5 separate regions of the Sus scrofa genome follow, and all the other regions are linked to region 1. The links are chromatin contacts, called in public Hi-C and HiChIP or PLAC-seq maps. All regions are on one chromosome and are shown on one strand. The core of a region is the stretch at or near the end of the contact, and the rest is flanking DNA. Distances in the headings are between cores, read along the strand shown. Region 1 overlaps LOC106508008 (a long non-coding RNA gene). Region 2 overlaps LPP (lipoma-preferred partner). Region 3 has its middle 46 kb from the start of LPP. Region 4 overlaps LPP (lipoma-preferred partner). Region 5 holds the start of LPP (lipoma-preferred partner).

Region 1 (2,866 bases), core at 173-2,672:
GACCAGACCAGCCCCTTTGCCTGGTGGCCTGGGTGGTCTGGGCATAGTAAGAGGTTCTCAATCACCAGTTCTGAGTAAAGATAAGCTTTGTTACAAAATAAAATAGCTTGGCCCTAATATTACTTCTAGTTAAGAAGAGGAACAGATTTTTGCCTCCAGTTCCCCTCATGAAACCTTGCCCACAGTTCAGTCATCTCTGAAAAGGAAACTATACTTGGAATAAACACTGTCATGGCCTATTTCTAAGGGGCTCCAAACCGGAAATGAGTTTCACCTGTCAGGAGCTTTTGGCACCTTGGTAGATCTTTAAACTTTCACATCACAGAATTATAGATTGTGGAACGGGAAGGATCCCTGCAGATCTATGACTCAACTCCTGGAGGCTTCCTTCTTTCAAGAGGACAGGACAGCCCTCACTGAGGCATGTGGGACCCCAGGACACAACTGAAAACAGATCTTTGTGGTGTAATGGTTTTGTGTCATTTTAGAGAATCAGGGTGATCTGACTACCTGGATTTGGAGGTGAGTATCTTGTTTTCTGGCAGAACTGAGGAAAGGAAGGCTGCTTTGGGCTCTGTGTAAATCGTAAGCCAGTTCTCGGAACAAACTTCAAGTCCCGATGAATATTGGGCTTGGAGGGTCATTTGGGACTTGGTTATGCTTGTCACCCCTGCTACAGCACTCAACACTATTTGTGAAGGATAAGGGAGATCTTATTTATCCATTCGTTTTATTTCAAATCTTTTACTTAGAGCTATTGTAAGCGAGCTCCCTATATTATCTTTAGAGAAAGAAAGAAATTTTCTTGGTATGATTTAGAGAAATTGAGCAGAAACTTTTGAGACATTAAAAAAAATAAGGAAGATGATTTCCAGCCACTACCTTCAGAAAAAGAAGTGTCAACGTTTAATTTTGATCCATATGCTGCCTGCTTTCAGCCTGTATTAATTCTGAGCCTTTTTTTTTCTTTAGAAACCTTTTCAGCCTAGCTCAGAGTTTTCCCCCAAAACACTGATTTTTTTTTCCTACACTTTTCTCACTTATTTAAAATGGAAATAAATATCAGGAGCTTAAAATAGAGAAGCGATGGGGGTGCATAATCATTTGTTTATTGCCTTCAATCACTGTTTTGAATAACAGGGTTTTCACTTCCTATGAAACCTTAGCATGAGGGAAAGCAGCAGCTGGACCAGGAGGGAGATGCAGGGAGGAAAGCACTTGAGTGTTTGTCAACTCAGGGTGTCTGGCCCACCCTCCCGCCAGGCTGCCTTACTTAGCTGTCTTTACTACCTAAGGCTAGAAGTGGAAAAACTTGATTTGCGTGTTGTGCCTGCATTTTTTTTTTTTCCTTCTCCACACCGCCCTCTGTACACCTGACCATGCCAAAGCCTATCTGAAGCCGGCTTGACTGCAGGCAGAGCTGGAGAGCAGAAGAATGTGCAGAGGGAGGGAGTGCTCGGTACTTTTCCATTCACATCTCCACAGTGGCTTTTCTTGTTTATTTCAACCTCCACCCGCAGAACCCTTTCAGCTGCCTGAAATCCGAGTCATTAAACTGTTCCCTGAGGTCAGACCACAGATGCTTGGTGCATGTTTCCTACGTGTCCACGTCTATGTAACATATGTACATACAGAGAAATAGGCACAAACGTGTAACTCCATGGGGGCACAGTGTGAGGTAAAAGAAAAACAAAACAAAACATGGATTTCTTGCCAAAGAACCTTGGTTTCTAATTACGGTTCTGCCTGGAACTCCTTATGGGACATGGGGCGAAACCACGTGTCAGGACTCAGTTTCCTCAACAGTTTGAAGGAGTAACCCAGATGTTTTGTAGGCTGTCTCTCTATTCTAACTTTTATACTTTTATAGCTAAATACACATTTAGATAACTTTAAGGTGAGGGGGGCTGGAAAAGAGGCAAGTGTATATGTGTCCCTGAGGTGAGAGAAGGAGTTAAAATGTAAACTTCTAAGTAAAGAAGGCACTCCCAGAATCCTCACCTCTATCAATTTTTAACCAATTGTGGACCAAAGTCTGGGATTCTGCTGAGTAAGTCCAAAAGCCAACTGAAGATTTTCAATGTTAAGAGCTGGAGGAAGCCAATTCTAAGACGTTATACCTTTGATCTCCAGCATTTATAATCAGATGTGACAGTTCCCAAGCATCTTTTCTGCACTATGTTTTTTGTTTTTTTTTTCCTTCTTTTTCTGTTTGTTTTTGGAAATTGTCCCAGTCAGTGATAGGACTTGTAAGCTGGACACTCTTTAAGCCGCTAGGCTCCACATGGATGTAAAAAATATGTCATAATAGTCATAAACACACACACACACACACACACACACACACACACACGAAGAAAAAGGAGGGAAAAAAAAAAAAACCTAGAGAGAGATTCCTGGTGAGAAACTTAGAAGTACTTCAGCCGTCATCGCATTAAAGGTAATTATTTGAAGTCAGAGGAAATAACAGATGAGAAGTTTGCCCTTATTAAAATAAATAAATAAATAAATAAGCCTTGCTCTACCAGAACAAACTTGAAGGCAATGAAAGAGATATTTTCCATCAATACTTTGTATCCTTTTTAGATCTCCACTCTTTAAAAAGAAAGGTCTAAGGCCTGCTTATCTGGACAAAGAAAGTCCTTTAACAGACTTTGGCATCTGCAGGAAATAATAAAGTAACTCCTATTTATTAAACGCCAACCTCCCCACCAACTGTGCCCTTCCACTCAGACCTTCTGGAATATGGATGCCCACATACAAGAAGAGATGGAGCCAATTACATTCTCTAAGGGAAAACTATTGAGAGTTGTCATGTGCAACCCTGGGAGGGTCCTCAGCAATTTTCCAATCCAACATGACCGAT
Region 2 (3,079 bases), core at 516-3,015, 400 kb after region 1:
GAGGTTGGGGTGGTCCAGGGGAAGATAAAGTCTCCTAGAAGCCTCAGTTTCCTTATCTGTAAAATGGGAGTAGCAGTGGTGATTATGTTGATGTCCCCCATTCTTTCTGGATTAAGGGTGAAAGTACTTGTCTGTGGGAAGGTGCTTCATGGTTACAAAATACTGGAGAAGAGCATGGTGTTCATGCTATAGGAGAGTACCAAAGAGCTGTAGAAGCATGAGAGATGGGGAGATGAAGCAGCCACAGGACTCTGAAAAGTCATCCCAGGGAGAAGACAGGGATGCTGAGATGGTGGGACCTATGTGATGACTGTGTAGGGTTTAGGAGTCCACAAAAACATTGCCTGGGCTGATCCAGAGCACAATCTTCCCTTCTTCTCCATGGAGCTTTTGGCATGGGTGGGCCCAGGGGCTCTGTTTGGGTGGCCACTGTAGCACCCTTGATTCACATGGGTGAGAAGAGTTAGGCTCTTGCGGCCTAACTAGGAGGGAGTGTTGGAGGAGGATGGTGCTTCTGGGATGTCCAGGCTGTCTGGGTGCTTTACAGCCAATCTGTGTTTGGATCAGGTTCCCCTCATGCTATACCCCAGTTAGGCTGCCCCGCCCCATGTCTTCTTTTCTCCACACATCTTGATTGGTCCCCCTCTTCTCTGCTGCCTTGGGACTACTCCAAGCAACCAGGCCGCTTGCTGCCTACTACTTTATTTTCCAAGGTCTCTGAATCTCCCTTTCTTCAGATCTTCACTCAGAGCAGTATGGTATCATTTTCCCAATGTTTGTCTTCTGCCCACTGCATCAAACTTTTCTTCCTTGGTTGGAATTAAATCCTGAGTGATCACTTACCTCTTTGCTTCCCTCAACTGTGGGTCTCACTGATGGTGAGTCAGAGCGAGAATCCATCAGGCGTTTTCTTGGTGCAAAAGGAGAGTCATAGCCGACTTATGGAGTTGACTCTGTGTCCGTTGTCTGCCATTCTCAGAACAGGGCGGGGAAGGTGAATAAAGTACCCTTTCGGCCGTCTGGGGCCTTGTGGTCAACACAGGAAACAGACATGCAAACCAGATTGAGGCATGGGTGAAGCAGTGCCGTGTCGCTGGGTGTGTGTATAAGCAGAGGAAGCATCCTGGCAGCAGGGTGATGGAGAGAGCCTGTCAGGTTTCCACAGTGATGGCCCTGTGGACATGGAGACATGTTTGGCCATCAAGAAAGAAAAAGACGTTTTGAGAACGTTGATGTGGGCCCTGTAGAGCCAATCCTCCACATTCCCTGTTGATCGTTGAAGCCTGCTCACCCCCAGGGCTTTTGAATTTGGTTGGAAGGCTGTGCTGAATCTTCCTCAGTGACCCTCTTTTGCCTTCCCTTCATCTCTGGCTCATCCTTGAACCTCTGACAGATGGCCCTCCACGTAGCCCTGTGAGCTCCTCCCTGGCTCCTACCCCAGCCCTGCAGCACATTTCCTGTTTCGGGCCTCAGGGCCCCTGGAGGCCTGGCAGTCTGGCCAAACCTGTCTCTCTCCCCTGGTTTCCCTTGTGATTCTGGAGCCCTTGTCCTTCTAGAGTGCCTGTATCTGCTACACATTTGTTTGCCCAACTCATGCTCTGCACTTCTAGATTCCTCCCCTGCTCAGATTTCCATTTAAAGCCACTGTGAACAGGTCTGAGTGTCCACTGCCAGCACCATTCCCGGTTTACTGGAACCCCATTTCTCTTCCTGCTGGGAAGCCACCCTTGACTGCAACTTGAGCAGGGCCTCTCTGCAGCCTTTTTTTTTCCTCCAAGAGCATGACCTCTGGCTGGAGAAGGGATCATCTGGCCCTGTCTTAGCTCATCCTCCATGTGTGAGGCTTTTTTCCTCTAACTCCTCGTCCACTCAACCTCCTGCCTTAGGTCTACTGAACAGAATGGCACCTGCAGGCCTGTTCTTTTTCCTGGCATCTGTGCCTAACACTCAGAAGTAACTTGTGAAAAAACAGGGATGCTTCGTTGGGTCTACTTTTAGAAGGACGTCAGAATGGCCTCTGGCAATGCCTGGGGGCGGTAAGAAAGTGTTGGTTTGATTTTCCAGTTAATTTTATTTCTAGGCATAAATACATGCATGGCCTTGTTCGGAGAAAACGAATCGTTTTGTGAGTGGAACTGAGTGGAAGACCCTTACCTACCAGTTTTCTTCCTGCTCTGCTTGAGCTTCTGCGATTCCCGGCTCTGCTTCAGGGCAAGCATTTCTCCAGCTTCCCTGGGGGCTTCCTGCCCTCTCACTCACCATCTCCCCTGGCCTTTGGGTAAAATCTTTCCCTGGGCACACCTCCACCCTGCCATCATCTGACCTTGCCTTGGTTCTAGGAATGTCTCCTGCCACCCCCTGCCTGCCTCACTCTCTGCTTCAGCTAATGAGAGTGTTACTGGTCACACTGTCTCGCACGCCTGTATGTCTTCACATGTGCTTTCTTCTTGGCCCTGGGCCCTTTGTTTCTATCTGGTGAACACCTGCTCATCCCTCAAAATGTAGCACAGATGTCTCCTCCTCTCCAACCTCCTCTCAATCCCTCAGGAAGAACTGAAAGCAAAAAACAAATGCAAATTTTCTAAGTATTGCTCTCAGAGTAGTACATACTCATAATAAAATATTTCAAATATACAGAACCAAATAAAGAAGGAAATGAGACTCACCTGTAAATCCACAATTTAGATACAAACACTGTTTGTTTCTAATATTCTTGAGTAATTCATTACATTTTTGTGCATTTGCGTTCTTCTGACATGTTGTCTTACAGTATATACAGTTTTGTGTACTACCCTTTCACCAAAAAATAAAGCATGAACATGGCATTAGGAATTCCTAATATATGTTATTTTTGATGACTGGATATTATTCCATCATAAGAATATGCTGTAATTTTTAATTTTTTTTGATAGCTGACATTTGAGTTTCTAGTTTTTCATCATTGTAAATAGCACTGTGATGAACATCCTTTTTATCAATTCTTTATCTACACCTCCGATTATTTTCCAAGATAGATTAGTGAGACATCAGATTGCTTGCTCAAGGTACAAAAACTTTTTTTTACTGTTAATTTCAAAGT
Region 3 (3,265 bases), core at 725-3,224, 330 kb after region 1:
ACTGGAGTGGAACCTTGAACACGTTACTCCCTTGCTTGGGGCCTCAGTTTTTCCATCCACAAAATGAAGGGTTTAGACTAGCCCGGCAGATTTCAATTTTTTAAACAGCAAGAAATTCTCTTTTAAAGATCAAATCTCATGCAGAGCTCCAATATTACCAAAAAGCAGATAAAAATGGACCCCCTCTCTCTGAAGGTACCCTCTCCCATCCCCAAGTGAAACTATTTGCTCAGCCTCCAGCTCACTGGAGTGAAACTCTTCTAATTAAAATAATATATGGTTCTTTCATGAGAGTAACCAGTTAGATCTAGAGAAAAAAAAAAAAAAAGAAGAAGAAGATAGGCTAAATAGGGTAGTAGGATAATAAGGACAGGGGTCTGGGGAGATGGGGGGTAGAGAGGGTAGTGGGGAGAATTTGGGCATTGATGGAATTCTGAGACCATAGCCTACTTTTTCACCTCACATTCCCCAAGAGGAAACTGAGGCCAGGTGGTTAAGGTTTAAACTTTGTGACTTTTTGACCCAGGAAGTTTTGAGAATCATAATAAGGAAATGATTATAGCATGCTGTGAGCTCTTCAGAGACAAGCAGTATTTAAATACAAGGTATTATTACCTCCATAGAGCTCTTTTGATTACCACTGTGCTTGAAAATGTGGGCAAACCACTTTTATTTTTCAAAACTCAGGTGTGTTTTTTCTTTTTTTAAAAAAAAAAAAAAGTTCACATGTACAGTACCTACCCTATCCCCATTATAAGTTAATTCTCGCTGCCTTGTCGCAGGATAATTTAAATGTTCAAAGGTATATTATATTAATTTTATCAGCTAAATTGGCTGTCCCACATTTAAGACATCTATTCCTTCCAGCTCACTCTTCTCCCACTATTTGAAGGACTGTTACATTAACAGTGAAACAATATTATACTGGGATTTTAAATGTCAGGACCTAATATCATTCAACAGATGTACTAGAGAGGAACATAGCACTCATAGACTCTGAATAAATCAGATTAGCCCTGAAATATTTGGCTCCTTGATACAGGGCCTGCAGTTAAACCTTAGAAGTCAACCCCACAAAATTCAGACTGTTCTTCTTTCAGAACTGAGGGACCTGAATGTTTAGTTTCTACAGTGCTCTCGGACTTTAGGTCAGAGTGTGGGGGTTCCCGTTGTGGTTCAGTGGGATAAGAACCCGTGAGGATATGGGTTCAATCCCTGACCTCAACAAGTGGGTTAAGGATCCAGCATTGCCATGAGCTGCTGTGTAGTTCTCGGATGTCACTCTGATCCAACAACGTTGCTGTGGATGTGGCATGAGCTGGCAGCTGAAGCTTCAACTTGACCCTAGCCTGGGAACTTCCATATGCCACAGGTGGAGCCCTTAAAAAAAAAAAAAAAAAAAAAATCAGCAGTGTAGTTCAAGCCCTGATTTTATTGTGCATGAGCAAATTGACTTTGGTAAATCATTTCACTTCTCTGGTCCTGCTTTCTCTCTGTAAACTGGGGTCGTCTCCCCACCTTGCCTACTTCACAAGGCTGCTCTAAGGATCAAAATGATGTGATGTGGAAAGCCCCATCGGGTCCTGCTGCTTACTAGCTGTGTGACCTTAAATAAGTTGCTTTTCTACTCTGAACCTCAGGTTTCTCATCAGAGGAAAGAGGTTCTTGATGGTACTTTTCTCAGAGGGTTGTTTTGAGGAGTTTAAAGCCTCACCCATGTGAAGGCTCGGTCCATGTGGGCACTTATTAAAAAGCTGTAACACTCCATGTGCCTAAAGGGTTACTGTTGTTTCTCCCTAGTTCTGCTTTCAGTGCACGGCAGACCTAAAGATAACCCTATATCTATTGTCTCGGAACCGCCTGGGTGCTCTTACTCAAAGGAAAGGAAAAAGGAAATACACTGTGGCCCAGAATGGGATTCCAGAGAAATCCAAAATGAGCTGTGGTCTAAAAGCGACTTCTCTCCAAGCCTATTTTTAACCAGCTGTGAACTTCTCTAATACGCAAAGAGTGATGCTGGGCTCCCTGAATAACTCCACTGAGGAGCTGCAGCCCACTTCTGCTACTATGTGAATTTATGGAGTTCTGGTCTCACACTTCATTAATGAAATACACGGTGGTGCTGAGACAGGGGGCCAGACACCTATAACTCTTGTCCCAACCTCCCCGTTATAAATCTCCGTGCCTCATTCACTGAAGTGGAACAACTGAAGGGCTGTTAGCACCTGCTCCTTTGTAGTGTGGGCTCTCTCCTTTTCAGGCTGTTTGCAACAGACAGCTTTATTAAGAGATCACCATTCAAAAGTCTAGGCCCAGGAGTTCCCATCGTGGCGCAGTGGTTAATGAATCACACTAGGAACTGTGAGGTTGCAGGTTCGATCCCTGGCCTTGCTCAGCGTGTTAAGGATCCGGCATTGCCGTGAGCTGTGGTATAGTTTGCAGACGCGGCTCAGATTCCTCGTTGCTGTGGCTGTGGCATAGGCCGGCAGCTTCTGGTCTGATTAGACCCCTAGCCTGGGAACCTCCATATGCCTTGGGAAGCAGCCCTAGAAAAGGCAAAAAGACAAAAAAAAAAAAAAAGTCTAGGCCCAAAGTACAGGCCCAACTTTGTTAAGAATGCTATCAGTTGCAAGTAGCAGAAAACCCAACTACACCAACTTAAACAAATGGAAATTTCTTTTTCTCACACAAAATATACACAAGAAGATGACTGCTGGTGCTAGCTGAGAGGGACCATAAAATCATCACAATTCTATTAAGTTGAAATTCCCTGCGCTTTTCCTCATGGTTACATTCTGGCGGCAGCAGCTACAATCATCATATACATATTTCAGTGAACATAAAGGTGGAGAGAAAAACTGCGGTATCAATATCAGGGAGTCAAAATATTTCTGGACCCCTGCAGCAATTTTACTCTTTTTACCTTTTTACTCTTTTCACCTCAATGGCTCAAGAACTTGTCAAATGGCCACTCTTTCTTCGAAGGGGATTAGGAATAAAAGAGTGATTGCCTAAGAGTGTCTGGCAGTACACACCCAGTAAAGGGCTGCTATTTGAAGGAACAAAAGTAAATCATTGAATGATGACTAAAGAAACAGATGAGTGAGCATTGGACACAGAGGCCTATCCTGAGATTGATTCAGCTCACTTATCATTTTTTCTAATCCCCTATCCAGGTGTCACCCATTCGCATCCCTTTGATAGCTCTCCAAAGTCCCATAATACCATATTTCCTCCTATACTTAACTTACTACTCAATTATCTA
Region 4 (3,237 bases), core at 180-2,679, 440 kb after region 1:
TGTTGCAGCTTCTGTCAGAACTTCCTTCCTTTTGATGGCTGACTAATAATACATTGTATATATACACCATATTTTGTTAATCCATTTGGGTACTAACTTTTTTTCTTCTTACTGTACCTGTGGCATGTGGAAGTTCCTAGGCCAGGGACTGAACCAACACCACAGCAGCACGCTGAGCTGCAGCAATGACACTGGATCCTTACTCTGCTAAGCCACAAGGGAACTCCTGGGTACTATTTATTTACCTTCATTTTACAGCGGAAGAATCTGAGGCTTTGAGGGGTTAATAAAAGTTCCCCAACATCACACAGTCAGTAGTGGAGCTAGGATTTGAACCCAGGGAGTGTGACTTCAAGGAATTCAGCTAGTGAGAGTGTGAAAAACCAGGGTGAATCTCGCCTGGATGGTGACACCTTCTCACACATTGCTGTGACATTTCATTACTGTTATGTCTAAGGAATAGCCAGCCTGGAGCAGAGGACAGGGCCTAAAGATGAGATTTTCTAAGCTGGCTCTGCTGCTAACTCTGAGTCTGACTTGGGTGATGATGTGTGCCCCTTTCTGAGTGTCATTTTTCCTACCTGGAAGATGGGGCCGTAGTTGATGACTGTGAACGTTTGATCATTGCGGAGTTGGACTCTAAGCATTCTACTTGGTTTATTGCCTTCAATTCTCCTGGCACTCCCACAAGGCAGATGTTGTTGTCCCCCCCCCCAGCCTTTTTTTTTGTCTTTTTGTCTTTTAGGGCCACACCCGAGGCATATGGAAGTCCCCAGGCTATGGGTTGAATCGGAGCTTTAGCTGCCAGCCTACTCCAGAGCCACAGTAACTCGGGATCTGAGCTGTGTCTGCGACCTTACACCACAGCTCACAACAATGTCAGATCCTTAACCCACTGAGCGAGGCCAGGGATCGAACCTGAGTCCTCATGGATGCTAGTCAGGTTTGTTAACCACTGAGTCACGACGGGAACTCCATATTGTCCCCTTTTTACCTGAGAAAAGTTAGGTCTAGAGAAGTGGAAAATTTTATCTAAACTCCTCCAGTTCCTGAGAGCAAAGCATTAGTGATCAGCATCTGACTCTGAAGCCCAGGATATTAGTGCTGGGCTTCTTGCCTTTAAGCAACCTTTAAGGTTTCTGTCTTCTGTGGCATGCATTCATCTAATTTTATTAAAGCTTTATTGGATTCCCACTTATGTGCCTCATACTCTTCTGGGCACTGATCCAGTACCGGGTTTAGAGTGAGAAAAAGACACGAAAAAATGATCCCTTGGAACTTACATTCTAGTAGGGAAGTGTGGAGGAGGCAGATAATAAATGAGCATGTAAACAGCAGAGAATGATAAGTAACACTGAGGAGTGTTCCCAGAGGTGCTCTGCCTGTGAGGGAATGGAGGAAGGGCCCTGGGAAGTGATGTGTAAGCTGAGCTCTAAATGACAAGGAGCCAGCCCTGTGGCAGGCAGTGGGGAGAACATTGTAGGCAGAGGACATGGTCAGTGCCAGGGCTGTGGGGTGGTAATGAGTTTGTGTCTTAGAAACAGAGGAGCCCAGTGTGCTAGGAATAGGGGGCTGCAGGAGGAGAACATGAGATGAGGGCGAGGCGAGAGCTGGTAGGTGTCAGTGGGCTCAAGAAGGGGCTTGGACCTGAGTGGGGGTGTGATGGGAAGCATCTGAGTTGTGTTTACCAGCATCACTGGGGCTACTGTGGGGGAGATGGATGGCAAGGAGGAGGCAAGAGTAGAAGCAAGGTGAGGTGACTCTTGAAATAGTCCAGGTGAGAGGTGGAGGTAACAGTTATTAGGGCAGTCAAAGTGGAGCCAGAGAAAAGAGGATGAGTTCATAACGTGTTTTGTTGGGATGGTCTACAGGATGTCAAGTGCAGTTCCCTACAGAGAAATGTCAAGCTCAAGTGAGCAGGAATCTGAGAGACCCTGATGGAGGTGAAAACATGTGCAGTGGGGAGTGTACAGACTTGCAGCTGGTCCAGACTAAGGAGTCTAAGTCCTCCCTGCTTTGGTTTCTAATCTTAAGCTTCTGGCCAAGGAATGGAGTGGCTTCCTGACTCTGACTTCCTGGCTGGGAGCTGTTGGAACACCCGAAAATAAGCCCTGAAGAACACGCTGCTTCCTTTGCTCTCTCTGGGTATTTGTATAAAGCATTCTTTCCCACCAAGAATACGGAACATTCAGAGTGATGTTGACTTTATGGGCCATATTTAACTTAGTGTTTTTCCTTGATGTGTCCTCTGTTTTTGCAGAGACTCCTGCCTCTTGTAAACTCCATGGTGAGAAGCCTTCAGCTACCTTATATCTTATGGGTCTGGAAGGCTCTGGGCGGGGGTGCCTGGAAAAGCTGGGCTTCAAAACCTCACCTTGGCCTGGGGACCCTGGCCCAAGAATACCCACCTGCTCCCTTATTTACATTTGAATTCACACTTGCTGGTCCTTCCACGCTCCCTGTAATTCCTCTTAATGGGCTGGGCTTTCCTGTAAACACTCCAATTTTCAGTGCAGAAACTGGTCTCAGAGAAGTTAGGCCACTTAGTCAGTGTAAGGAGGTGGCCGAGTCAGATTGGGAATCCAAGACCCCTGACTGAGCCTTGTGCTCTGGCCACCAGGTCAAAGTGACCGAGCTTGTAACCTTATGCCCCTGGGTGTCTCATGGCGATCTTATCCTGTACTCAGCCTAAGCCTAGAGATGCTCAGAGATCATAAACAAAGTCATCTGAAATTCACTCCTTTGGCTTCATCACATACTTCTTTCCAAACAGTTTATAGTGTATAGTTACTGGATTTTTTTTTTAAGGTCTTTAACATCATCTCTTAAAAACAATGTTTTGTTTTTGCTCATGCGAATTTCTTTTAAAATTTCTCTCCTATTACCCATTCATTTAGTCAACAAACATTTATTGAATTCTTACTGTATGCCAGGCATTGTGCTAGGTGCTGGGGATGGATTCAAAGATAATTTGGAGGCGTATGGAAGGGGAGTGGATAATTACAGCACAGTGAGATAAGTGCTATAATAGAGGGATATATAAAGAGCTAGAAATAGCACTATGAATAACATCTCTGAACAAATTGCTTTCTTTTTTTCCTTTTGGATTATTCCCTTATGTATATTGCCCAAAGTGGGATTACTGGGTCATTTAAAAGATGAAAACAATTTGGCACAAAAAGATGTAATGACTTGCCTGGGGAATACAGCTCAATTTTCAACTGGGGAAAAAATTGT
Region 5 (2,877 bases), core at 356-2,855, 380 kb after region 1:
CCTCCCCATTGATCAATCGCCAACCCACAGTAATTTCCCAAATCTCCCCAGGCACCCCCCTCCATCCATGGTCCCCCACTGGGACCCCCACAACCACACGTGCCATTATCCTATTCCATCCCTATCATACCCAGGAATGTGTGAATTCAAAAACTTTGCACAAAAAAGATGCTTGATAAAAGGCAGGAGCAAAAATGTTTCTGCATTTTTTAATTCTTGGTTAAAAAAAAAAAAAATCCCACCAAATACCCCCAAAAGCAAGTTTTCTAGGTTTCATGAATTAGTAACTCACTGGGTACTCTCACTATTTATTAATAGGAATTAGAAGATCAGGGCCTCCTTGTTGAGTGGAAAAATCATGGGATTAGTCAGGGGACCTGGATGGGGGAAGGTGGGTTCAGGTGTTTCGTTCTGTTGCTTATTTTGTGTTGGGCAAGCCTCTTTACCCGATTTTTTCCTTAAATGGAAACAAGGGACTACAATTTGTCCTAACAAAAAAACATAATATGCCAGTGAGAAAAAAGTGCTTTATCACGTGCTGAGGTGAGGAATGATTAGACATCAGTAGGATAGAAATACAAGGAAACAAAGTCCCCAGCCTTAGAGTGCCTTCCAGGCAATGGCTGCTGCCCCTTTCCTAACCTTTTAACATAATAAATGGTGGCTCTCCTGGTTGCTCACATTTAAATGTCTGAGGAAAAATATCCAACCCCAAACTTCCAGTATCAGGTCTGCCTTTATTCAAACCAGTTCACCCAGTTTGCAAACTTTTTTGAAGCTGGAAGCACCCAGTAAGCTTTCTGGGTTTCCAGTCAGGGCTGTGAAGTAAATGTTAAACTCCTGGGGTTCATTTATTTAAGCAAGAGACAGAGGAAGTTGCCTTGAAGCAACTAATTGGTATGGCTATTCAACGCTCACTGGCAGTCAGAGCCTTCTAGGAACTGACTTCATCGCGGCCCAGGCAAGTTCGGAATCTCTGTCTAGGGTGGTCCTTGTAGCCCGAAGACATTTGGTTCACTGCTCTGCAGGAAGCAGGGAGCCAGGGTGACGGGAACAGGGCTGGAAAGATGAGCATCCGGGTCTCATGCCTGGATCTGTGGAGTACATGACCTTGCACAAGTCACTTCTCTTCTGAGGGCTTCGGTTTCCCCATGTGTGTAGTGGACGGGTTGGAAGTTGATGTTGGTGCTCTGACATCCAGTACTTTTGAGCCTGGCTGGGAATTCGGGGCGGGGCTCAAGAGCAAGTCTCCGAAGGGGATTCAAAGGCTGGATCTGGTTTGCTCAGGCTTACCGCCCCCCCTCACCCCGCCAATCTGGCGCCCTAAACAGTGGACGCGCTTTCCCCCATTTCTTCAATAGCCCCTCACCCCGGCAGTGTCCTCCTTCTTCGTTTCCTTCCTCTTCCTCCAGTGCAGGCAAAGCCTCCACATCTCCCTCTTTCCTTCCTCCTTTGCAAGCTCCCCGCGTCTTCTCTCCCTCCCAGGAAATCAACGGCCCTCGGGTGCACCCACCTTGGAGCAAGGCCATGGCTCGCGGAGGGCGCCCCCTCCCCCGGCGGCGAGCGCGGCGCGGCGGCCCCGCGGGCACCCGCCTTCCCATACCTTACATGGACAAATGCGTGCAGGCAAAGTCAGGAATTCAGGCCCCTGACGTCAGCCTCCAGCTCTCAGGGCACCGCACGGGAGACCGAGGGGAGGGGGTGGGGACGGTGGGGAGGAAGGAGGGGGAAAGGCACCAACCAGCAGCCGCTCCAGCCCTGCCGAAGTTTCACTTTTTGTCTGTGGGTTCGCTCCCGGGCCCCGCGCGAGCTTTCCCGGGATAAGTAGCTTTAGGAAGCGGGGGAGAGCCGGGCGCTGTAAGGTAAGGGCTGGCGGCGCGGCGCGGGGCGCGGTGCGGGGCTCGGGGCCGGGCCTGGCCGGGGCTGGGGACAATAGGAGGGGGAGTGCCCGGGCACCTCCTCCTTCGCCGCTGCCTCCGCCTCCAGCCGCCGCTGCCGCCGCCGCTGCCCCGGTCTCCTCCTCCCCGAGGTATTGCTGCAAATCCTCCTTCCTTCCCCCCCACCCTCCGCCCGCGGGCGCCTCGGGAACCCCCAGCCCTCCCCGGGCGCGAGCGCCTCCGGGGTGGCAGGAGCGCGGGCCGCAGGGCGCCGAGCGCGCGTCCGGCCCGGGCCGCAGGGCCCGCCGTGCGGAAGTGCTGGCCGCGGCGCGATCACGGGGTGCATGCGTGGGGGAGGGGGACCCCGAGTTTTTCGGGAAGCGTTGGCCCGGGGTTGGGCGGGGTTGGAGCCCTTCCCTGGGCGCCCCCTGCCCGGGCTTTTCAGGGCTCCCAGGGGGCGGGGCCACACCCAGCCGCTTAGAGCTTTCGCGGAATCACAGTTGTCACAGTGGAAGGGGCCTAAGAGTACAGGCTTCGAGTTCCCCCATTTTCCTGTTGAGGCAACTGAGACCCAGAGAGAAGGAGAGCCTCCCCCAAAGTCACTTATTAGAAGCCGGGCCATAATTAAAATAGATGGCTCCCAACTCCTAGGTCTTTTTTTTCAAGCATTTCTTCCTTCGGCACACACTGGTGCGGGCGCTGTACTGGGTTGTAGGGTCCTAGAGGCATTTAGGGCCCAGACTCTGACCTCAGTGGAGCGCTCAGCTGAGGAGCCAAGCCTGACCCAAGGTAGACGATGCTAAGTGCTGGAGAAAAGGCACGAATAAAGTTTGAAGGGGCTCTGGATAAAGGATTTGCTTTTCTGGTTCCTAAGGAGGGGTCAGAGGCTTTTGAAGGGTGGAGGGTTTTCTGAAGCCAGTCAGGGACAAGGGCAGAGGCCATTTGCAAGAGAGAACTGCAGAGCAGAGAAGACTAAATAAAATGTGGAGAGTGGAGATGA

Evidence for each region. A called contact is a pair of places that touch in the nucleus more often than the background predicts. HiChIP or PLAC-seq counts read pairs in DNA pulled down with a chosen protein or histone mark.
Region 2: an H3K27ac HiChIP or PLAC-seq map of skeletal muscle shows a contact between it and region 1. The contact joins two enhancer-like sites. A contact is called at or near these places in 1 of 5 promoter capture datasets (liver), 2 of 47 Hi-C or Micro-C datasets (skeletal muscle and subcutaneous adipose tissue) and 2 of 2 datasets of contacts at active chromatin or transcription factors (alveolar macrophages and skeletal muscle).
Region 3: an H3K27ac HiChIP or PLAC-seq map of skeletal muscle shows a contact between it and region 1, with 5 times the contacts expected there. The contact joins two enhancer-like sites. A contact is called at or near these places in 2 of 5 promoter capture datasets (fetal liver and liver), 3 of 47 Hi-C or Micro-C datasets (embryonic fibroblasts, fibroblasts and liver) and 2 of 2 datasets of contacts at active chromatin or transcription factors (alveolar macrophages and skeletal muscle).
Region 4: a Hi-C map of skeletal muscle shows a contact between it and region 1, with 2.9 times the contacts expected there. The contact joins two enhancer-like sites. A contact is called at or near these places in 3 of 5 promoter capture datasets (fetal liver, fetal skeletal muscle and skeletal muscle), 1 of 47 Hi-C or Micro-C datasets (skeletal muscle) and 2 of 2 datasets of contacts at active chromatin or transcription factors (alveolar macrophages and skeletal muscle).
Region 5: an H3K27ac HiChIP or PLAC-seq map of skeletal muscle shows a contact between it and region 1. The contact joins the promoter of LPP here to the enhancer-like site in region 1. A contact is called at or near these places in 3 of 5 promoter capture datasets (fetal liver, fetal skeletal muscle and liver), 19 of 47 Hi-C or Micro-C datasets (alveolar macrophages, embryonic fibroblasts, epiblast stem cells and 12 more) and 2 of 2 datasets of contacts at active chromatin or transcription factors (alveolar macrophages and skeletal muscle).

The regions. Positions count from the first base shown.
Region 1 is chr13:125,404,534-125,407,399 of Sscrofa11.1, forward strand. All of the region lies in intron 1 of LOC106508008 (a long non-coding RNA gene), which reads left to right. Among named protein-coding and RNA genes, the nearest start is that of BCL6, 16 kb to the left of the region's middle. Within about 2 kb of position 1,423, at least 33 of the 83 cell types and tissues checked have an H3K27ac peak or open chromatin away from gene starts, as enhancers often do. A contact at or near this core is called in fetal liver, fetal skeletal muscle, liver and 1 more, where this site is marked.
Region 2 is chr13:125,807,431-125,810,509 of Sscrofa11.1, forward strand. All of the region lies in intron 1 of LPP (lipoma-preferred partner), which reads left to right. Among named protein-coding and RNA genes, the nearest start is that of LPP, 27 kb to the left of the region's middle. Within about 2 kb of position 1,766, at least 13 of the 83 cell types and tissues checked have an H3K27ac peak or open chromatin away from gene starts, as enhancers often do. A contact at or near this core is called in skeletal muscle, where this site is marked.
Region 3 is chr13:125,734,392-125,737,656 of Sscrofa11.1, forward strand. No RefSeq gene overlaps it. Among named protein-coding and RNA genes, the nearest start is that of LPP, 46 kb to the right of the region's middle. Within about 2 kb of position 1,975, at least 5 of the 83 cell types and tissues checked have an H3K27ac peak or open chromatin away from gene starts, as enhancers often do. A contact at or near this core is called in skeletal muscle, where this site is marked.
Region 4 is chr13:125,847,977-125,851,213 of Sscrofa11.1, forward strand. The region is part of intron 1 of LPP (lipoma-preferred partner); the gene reads left to right. Among named protein-coding and RNA genes, the nearest start is that of LPP, 67 kb to the left of the region's middle. Within about 2 kb of position 1,430, at least 11 of the 83 cell types and tissues checked have an H3K27ac peak or open chromatin away from gene starts, as enhancers often do. A contact at or near this core is called in skeletal muscle, where this site is marked.
Region 5 is chr13:125,780,768-125,783,644 of Sscrofa11.1, forward strand. LPP (lipoma-preferred partner) reads left to right here and starts at 1,606. Exons shown (of 11, transcript XM_021071250.1): 1 at 1,606-1,862. LOC106508360 reads right to left here. Exons shown (of 3, transcript XM_021069821.1): 2 at 1,742-2,360; 3 at 1-1,212. The coding sequence ends at 1,015.